Regions from separate parts of the Rattus norvegicus genome. Here region 1 is linked to region 2. Evidence: chromatin contacts called from public Hi-C data. All regions are on one chromosome and are shown on one strand. The core of a region is the stretch at or near the end of the contact, and the rest is flanking DNA. Distances in the headings are between cores, read along the strand shown. Region 1 holds the start of Trabd (TraB domain containing). Region 2 holds the start of Creld2 (cysteine-rich with EGF-like domains 2).

Region 1 (3,807 bases), core at 724-3,223, 250 kb after region 2:
GAACTCAGGCTGGTGTGCTTTTCTCCCAAGCAAAGCGTAAGGTAGAAGGGAGAGCTGATCTCTACCGGCTGAGATCTGCTGTGGTTTCCCTGCCGGCATGGCTGGCCGTGTCCTCCAGACTCCATTTCCTATTTCTGACTCCCGCAGACACCAGCAGGTTAGAGGGCAGCTCTGGTTTTCATCATCTGCCTCCCCGGCAGCCACTTAGCCAAAATAGAATTCTGGCACTTCAGGGTCAGCATCCACTTAAAATGTCATCCCATCCTTTGCCTCCCTCCCGCTTTCCCTAGGCCAGTGTCCTCAACCTATGGGTTGTGACCCCATTGGGGTCTCATATCAGACATCCTGCCTATCAGATATTACGATTTATAACAGTAGCAAAATTACAGGTATGAAGTAGCAACGAAATACTTTTATGGCTAGGGGTCACCACAGCATGAGGAACCATATTAAAGGGCTCCAACATTGAAAACCATTACTCTAGACAGGCAAACAGGAGAGGTGGCACCATGATCTGCCCACAGTAAAAGGACAGGCTCAGGGAGAACATTGCCAGCCAACCAGAACTAGAACCCAGGCCCCTTCCTGACACTAGCCTATCACTGAGGTTTTCAACCAAGATGAACAGGGAGTAAGAGAGGCCTTACTGGCAGTCTCAGCTCTAAGCCCACCAAGTCTTCTCTTAAGCTACATGAATGTGGGGGTTGGGGATTTAGCTCAGTGGTAGAGCGCTTGCCTAGGAAGCGCAAGGCCCTGGGTTCGGTCCCCAGCTCCGAAAAAAAGAAGCAAAAAAAAAAAGAAGCAAAAAAAAAAAAAAAAAAAGCTACATGAATGTGGCTGAGGAGGCCAGAAGAGGAGAGGTAGCCACGGAACACACACATTAAAGTAGTGGACAACAGGGATGAATCCGAAACCCCCCAGAACAAACATGTGCTTCACTAAGGAGCAAGGAAGGTGGAGGTCACCTTGAGGTCAGGTCCCTTGGGGACCAGGAAGCTGTAAGAAGAATTGTGGCAGCAAATTCCTGCCAGTAGTCTCATAACGAGCCTCTTGTGTAACACTGCTGGAGGGAATCCTGCCTGGTGCGTGAAGAATTATCTTCCTCACAGTGGCCAAGTTCCAGGAGGGCCATTTAGAGAAATATCATCAAAGGCGGGGTCTGCAAAACTCAGGGTCAGAGTTGCAATCTCTTCTTTTGGAACCTGAAAGGGCTGGATGAGGCAGCCGGGAACTAGGCAGAGGTTACTTCCTCTTCGGAGGGTCTGTGCCAGGGCCTGCGGCGGGGAGTCACTGTCTGGCTCCCACAGTAGCTTATCTTGGGGTACTCAAATAGAGACATGTCCACTGCGGGCTCGCCTGGCTCCTCTCATCCACTCATCAACCGGCGGCCCTCTGCAGCCTGGAGACCTGGCCTGAGTGGGCCAACTGGCCTCAGTCCCTGCCCTGCTCTTAAGTTGTCCTAGGAGACTGGAGAGTTTGAAGCCTGGGTTTAGATATTGGGCACTTGTGCGGCTGTCACTGCGGCCCCGCCTACCCAGAAACCCTGCAATCTCCGGGCTCTCAGTCCCAAGCATGCGAACATGTAGCGAGGATGTCCTGGAGCTTTCGCTCTTTAGTCCTGCCCTTGAGCCTCTCCACTTGGCATGCGATTCTCCAAGGAAACCAGAAGGGCACCTCCTACGATCCCTAGTTTCTGTCTCTCTCCCGTGCCCTGACGGCTCCCTAGACTCCCGGCCATCCTGCGGACGCTTAAAGAACGCAGCCGAGTCGCACAGATTCGGCTTTGGGGCCAACACCCTCGAGCCTGCTCTCGGTTGCGCTCTAGGACCTGGGGGCGTCGGGCTGGTAGGCGGGGCCCTGCGCTTAGACCCCGGCGGGGGCGGGGCCTCGCGCGCGTGGCCCTGGGAGGTGTTTCCCGGCATGCTCCGCGGCCCGCACCCTCGGCCTGTCCGGCCCGTCCGGCCGCCCCGCCCCGCCCCGGCCCACCCCGTCAGCCCGGCGACGCGCGCATGGAGGCCGGCTGAGGAACGCCGCCGCCTCGCTCGGTACGCCGTGGCCTGACCGGGCGGGCGGGGGCCCCTCGCGCCTCGACGGCGCGTGCGGGAGGGCATGCGGGAGGGCACGGACTGCAGGTGGGGACTGTGAAGACCAGGGGCACGTATCCCACTGGGTCGGGCTGACCCAGGACGGTGTAGATTTTCTTGGGCTCTAGAGTCCCAGAAAGAACCCAGACAAGCAGAAGCGCTCCGCTGGCTTTGGGACGTCAAGAGCTTCTTTAGAAGTGGGACTGTCTCCAGGCTTTCGTGCTCCCCAAGCGGAGGGGCTCTAGGTCCCCTGGTCTTGTGAAACGCAGCTGTCCCTGGGCCTCCCTAGGAAGACTTCATCTTGCGGTGGCCGTGATACTGTGGGCAGGATGCCAGCAGGGCTCTGGCAGAGTGCACTGGCAGCCAGGAGCCTGCAGGCTCCTACAGGGCATCTCCAGGTGGACGGAAACCAGGTCTCTGGAGGGCTGACTAGGCTTCTTCATCTCCGGTTTCTTTCCTCTTCCGGTCCTCAGCTCTGCCACACTTAGGTAAAATATGTCCTGCTGGAGCGGGCTTTCCCGGGTCCTGCAGTGTCCAGGCTTCCAGAAACGGACAAGAGGAGGCCAGGGCTTTTGGATACCCTGTCATTTCTTTCTGTCTTGCCTAGTTTTGCCAGTTGGTCGTGGTCAGCTTTTGACCAGTGGTAGGAAGCAAGCTGCCATCTGGGAAACAGTTTGGTTTAGAGATTGTTGATCATGATGGGTGTGTCAGATCAGGGTGGTAACAGGGTTTTGTGGATTGAGAAACTTAAAACGTTTATTACTCATAGTGTAGTTTTAGAGGTTGGGAATCCTAGGTCGAATGCTAGTCTTTTGGGTTGCTGATGAAGGTTCTGCCTGTCTTGCTACCCATTGTCATTGTGTCCTCATAGCTGCTTAGTGTCTCTTATAAGGACATCTCATCATGGGTCCTGCCATATGGCCTCATCTGAGTTCAGCCGTCTCTTAAAACCTCTGCGTGTTGATGTAATTATTTTGAGCCTTGTGTTTTGAGTATGTGATTTGGGGTAAGATGCATTTAGTATGAATAGGACCCAGAAGAGAGATGGCTGTGGGGCCGGGAAGGTGGGGAGCTCGACTGACGTGGCTCTAGATGCAGTGCAGAACCTCTCTGTTATTTTGACCCAGTATGCCAGGGCTGTACCTCCTTGTGGGCCCTGACATGAATGGGCCTTTTCTGCTCTTTGCGCCAACACTTTCCCTCCTAAAACCACAGACTGCTGGGAATTTTCAGATGTCTAAGGCAAGTTCCCCTAGAAATTTAGCAGATGCTAAAAGTTCTGTTGTTTAGCATGTGGAAGCATCGTGCCTAGTTGGTAGCAGGCCTGAAAAAGTATCCAGACAGTCCTGCTTGTTAGGGAATGTTGGTTGACAGAAATCCCAGCTTTCTGACTTTACACTATGAAAATTTACAGTGTGGTCTTGGTAGGACGGGTCTGGAAACTGCTACGACTGGGCATTTATGAAGAGATTGTTCTCTGGGGAGGTTGGGCAGGAAGACACTTCTGTGTCGTGAATCTGTCTGAGAAGGGTGCATGGCAAATGTTGTGGAGGGTACAGTGGCTGGGTGCTTAGGCAAGTATGGAAGTGGAGGTCTGTCTCGGTTAGTTGCTCAGCCAGAAATAATGGTCAGGGGAGGAGGTATTAGCAACCTAAGGAAATTACATCTGACAGACAGGAAACCAAAGGATCAGGAAATTTGTAGATGTGATAGTGCCAGGTAC
Region 2 (3,780 bases), core at 278-2,777:
GATTCCAGTACTTGGGAGGCTAAGACAGGAGGAACAAGACAACCTAGGCAACTTGTTAAGAGCACAGAGCCTTGGGTTCGGTCCCCAGAACCACATAAACACCAGATACTTAGATATATTTGTGTATTCTCAACACTCAGGTTAAGAGGCAAGAGGAGCAAAAGTTCAAGGTCATCCTTGGTATTACAAGACCCTGTCTCCAAGAGAAGGAAGAAGCCAAGCCTCGGAGGCAGCAGTCCGACTAGCTGTTTCAACTATCTGCTCTGCACAACTTTGAAGTAGACCCAAGCTTTAGAGTGACTACTGCCCATGGAACTCACCTGATCCTCCTCCTACCTCACAGCCACAAAGGGGTGTGTTTTCTGCTGAGGACCAACAGCAGCCATTTTCCAAGACAACAGACCAGGGTGAGCTGGAATACCCAGCCAGGAGCAAAACAATATAGGTAGATATTCGCCAGTACATAAAACCCAGCTATCGGCAGGAATGGGGCCAGCTGCAGGGAAGGCAGATGGCTAATCGCCTTCCAGCAGCCAAGCTCAGATACAAATGTGGCGTGGAGAAGGAGGGCACCTCAGATTAGATAGCACCCTTCAAAGATCCTGTTGTCCCTGACAATTGTGACTCCAAACCTAACAAGGAAACTGTCGGAGTCATTCGTTCAAATTGTGGCTTTAACCTGGAAGTGTTTATCTGATGTAATGAGGCCTACTTGTAAACCAAAGACCAGACGAAACTGTATTGTTTATATAAACAGATGTTCTCTAAAATACAGATAATTCACATCGTCTCCTCCTCCTGCTCACTCAAGTCACTTAAAGTTCGAAAGGTCATTGTGAACTCACTGTCTGAACCCCCTGCGGAAATGTCGACTACTGCCCCCCCTCCAACCACATTGAGCCGGACCCAGAGGTAGAGCAGTTTATAGATGACACCTGCGGCCGCCAGGTGAGGAAGATAGATGAAAGGTCCAGGCCTCAGGTGAGATATCCAGCCCCTAAGTGAGAGGTCCGTTCCCCAGGTGAGGAACTCAAAGGCCGTCACGCGCTCTCGGATGAGCCCCGGCCTCATCACCTCCCAAGTACCCCAATCCCGGCGGCGCGCGCTAACCTCCTCTGCTATCCGCATGGCCCCTCGGAACTCACAAGACTACCTTCCGCAGGAAGCCGGCCGCGGAAGCCAGGCCAAGAAGCCAAATCTTTGCCCGAACTTAACATGGCCACCATTGCTCAAGCTGGCCACAGAGGCGGGCACTTCCCGCCCGGAGAAAAGATGGCCGCCGCAGGCCACTCGTGGAGGGCGGGGCAAGAAGACCGGATAGATTACGGTTCCGCCTCATTCTCGCGGGACGCTGACCCGGGGCTTTCTCATTGGTGGCTTCTCGTGGCGAGCCTCAATTGGTCCACATCAGGCAGGGGGGATTCCTCCGACCAATAGAAACGCGCAGTGTGAAAGGTGGGCGGGGCCTCGGCGTTGCAGTCAAGTAGCCCGGGGAACGGCCGGCGCGCGGGCCGGTGGGCGGAGGCTCAGACTCCGCCGCAGTTCTCGGTGGGTCGCCGGGCTGCCCTCCCGCCATGCACCTGCTGCTTGCAGCCGGGTTCGGGCTGCTACTGCTGCTGCTGCCGCCACCCGCGGCCTCCAAGAAGCCGACACAGTGCCAGAGGTGCCGGACGCTGGTGGACAAGTTCAACCAGGTGGGCGGGCGGTGGGTCCGGGGCAGCGGCTCTGGGCAGGGGCTGGCGGGGTTCACAGTGGACCATCGAGCTGGTGCCACCTCTTCTGCAGGGGATGGCCAACACGGCCAGGAAGAATTTCGGAGGCGGCAACACGGCGTGGGAAGAGAAGACTCTGTCGAAGTATGAATTCAGGTGAGTGTCCCAAGAACTGCAAGGATTTGCTGCCATGGCCTGTGAATCGGTCGTCGGCCGTCAGACTTTGGGGGTCAGTGCAGACCACCGGCACATGGAAATCTTAGATGGTGGACATCTGTCATTGGTCATCCCTGCCTCTGGCCACTCAACTGGCCTCCACACTCCTACAGCCACTTCTGCATGCACTGGAAGGCTTTTTCACACGCACACACGACTTTTGGAAACTCAAACTGGAGCCCCTAGCCCTCCTAGAGACTTCTGGTTTCCCTGACTAATGGAATAAGCTCTCCTCGTGCGGAGGTGCTTCCCATTACTGGGTCGACTGCACACCCCAGGTTAGCCTCCCCTTAATGACTAACCCTGCTCATGGTTGTGGAGACTCCCCTCTTCACTAAAGTAGTCTCTAGGTGGGACATGTGTAAAGTGAGCGGACTGGTGCTTTAGGGTGCTGGTGCTTTGGGGTGCTGGTGCTTCGGGGTGCTGACAGATTGTGTTTCAGTGAGATCCGGCTTCTGGAGATCATGGAGGGTCTGTGTGACAGCAGTGACTTTGAGTGCAACCAACTCTTGGAGCAGCAGGAAGAGCAGCTCGAGGCCTGGTGGCAGTCCCTGTGAGTACCCAGAACCCCATCTTCTGATCTCTAGTTTTGTGGTCTCTTCCCAGTACAGAAGCAGGAGATGTCCTACATCCCTGTCCCAATTTACCAAGGCACTGCCACCCTCTCCTTTGAGTCGGAGGCTTGCAAAGAGGACCTGTGTTTTCCTTGCTTGCCCTATCCTGTAGCTCTGAAGGCATGTACAGTGTGCCTCCTAGCCCACATCACCCCAGGTAGTTGCTTCAGCCTGGAGGTAAGAAGTGAAAATTGCAGCGATAAGCCTCGCTTCGGTGCATCATTGAGTACTGTTTTGAAACCCACCAGTATGTTTATAAACGCCCGAAGTATATATTTTAGGGTTTGAAGCTATCCAAGGCTTTGAGCATCCCTAGGGGCGTTCTTGGGTATGCTCCACCACTGAGCCACGCGTGTCCCAGCCCAACATCTCATGGGATTTAACGACCATTTCTAAATCCTCAGGAAGAAGGATTACCCCAACTTATTTGAGTGGTTCTGTGTACGCACACTGAAAGCATGCTGTCTTCCAGGCACCTACGGGCCAGACTGTAAAGGTATACGTCATTTTTTTTTTCCTCCTTGGGAAATCCCAAGCCTGCATCTTTCCTGTTACTCTTCTCTGACTCCCTTGTGTTTAAAAGCACAGAGGGAACTGGAACTGCATGATCTTTCTATGTGGGGACCCTGCCTCTTTCCTCAGATGGGTAGCTGTCCAACCCTGCTCTGGCCCTGTGACCCTGGACCATAGGCTCCCGCATCACTGCTAACTCCTGACTTTAGGAAGTTCTCCTCATGAGTCTTTAGGGTAGGGATCACAGTCTCAGGAGCCCATCTGTACTGACAGGAGTTGGGGGTGGCAAGCTTGCTTACCTAGTCCTGGCCCTTCTCTGAGGGGAGCCTTGAGACTCGAGCCAGTCCTGTTGATCATCAGTCAGGCTGGGTCCGGTGACAGAAGTTTCAGTTTCAGGCATACACATGGGCTGAGCTGGCTCTGCTTGCTCCTCCCTGGCTGTATGCTGAACACAACATTGGATTTCTCTCAGGCACATAATGCATTGTCCCATAGCTGGCTCCACACAGGTAATACAGTGTTGATCCTGCGGGTTCCGGGTGGCCAGTGTCTGGCTCTGGCCCTTCAGCGTTCAGGCCCCTGTTCCCTCAGCAGGCATGGTGCCAGGTTTAGATTGTAAGGGATCCCAGTGACTGTTAGGCTGTGAGGTACATGTGAGAAGAAACATGACCAACCCCTGGGGCATAATCCAAGCAAAGGTTTTGTATCCTCCAAGAATGCCAGGG

Evidence for each region. Hi-C and Micro-C count contacts between places; a contact is called where the count stands out from the background.
Region 1: a Hi-C map of liver shows a contact between it and region 2, with 2.5 times the contacts expected there. The contact joins the promoter of Trabd here to the promoter of Creld2 in region 2. A contact is called at or near these places in 3 of 12 Hi-C or Micro-C datasets (Schwann cells, frontal cortex and liver).

Annotation. Positions count from the first base shown.
Region 1 is chr7:122,032,712-122,036,518 of GRCr8, forward strand. Trabd (TraB domain containing) reads left to right here and starts at 1,974. Exons shown (of 10, transcript NM_001106788.1): 1 at 1,974-2,045.
Region 2 is chr7:121,787,857-121,791,636 of GRCr8, forward strand. It overlaps Creld2 (cysteine-rich with EGF-like domains 2), which reads left to right and starts at 1,528. Exons shown (of 10, transcript NM_001037208.1): 1 at 1,528-1,694; 2 at 1,786-1,868; 3 at 2,371-2,481; 4 at 2,947-3,038; 5 at 3,771-3,780. The coding sequence starts at 1,575. It overlaps Alg12 (ALG12, alpha-1,6-mannosyltransferase), which reads right to left and starts at 1,127. Exons shown (of 10, transcript NM_001108104.2): 1 at 1,111-1,127.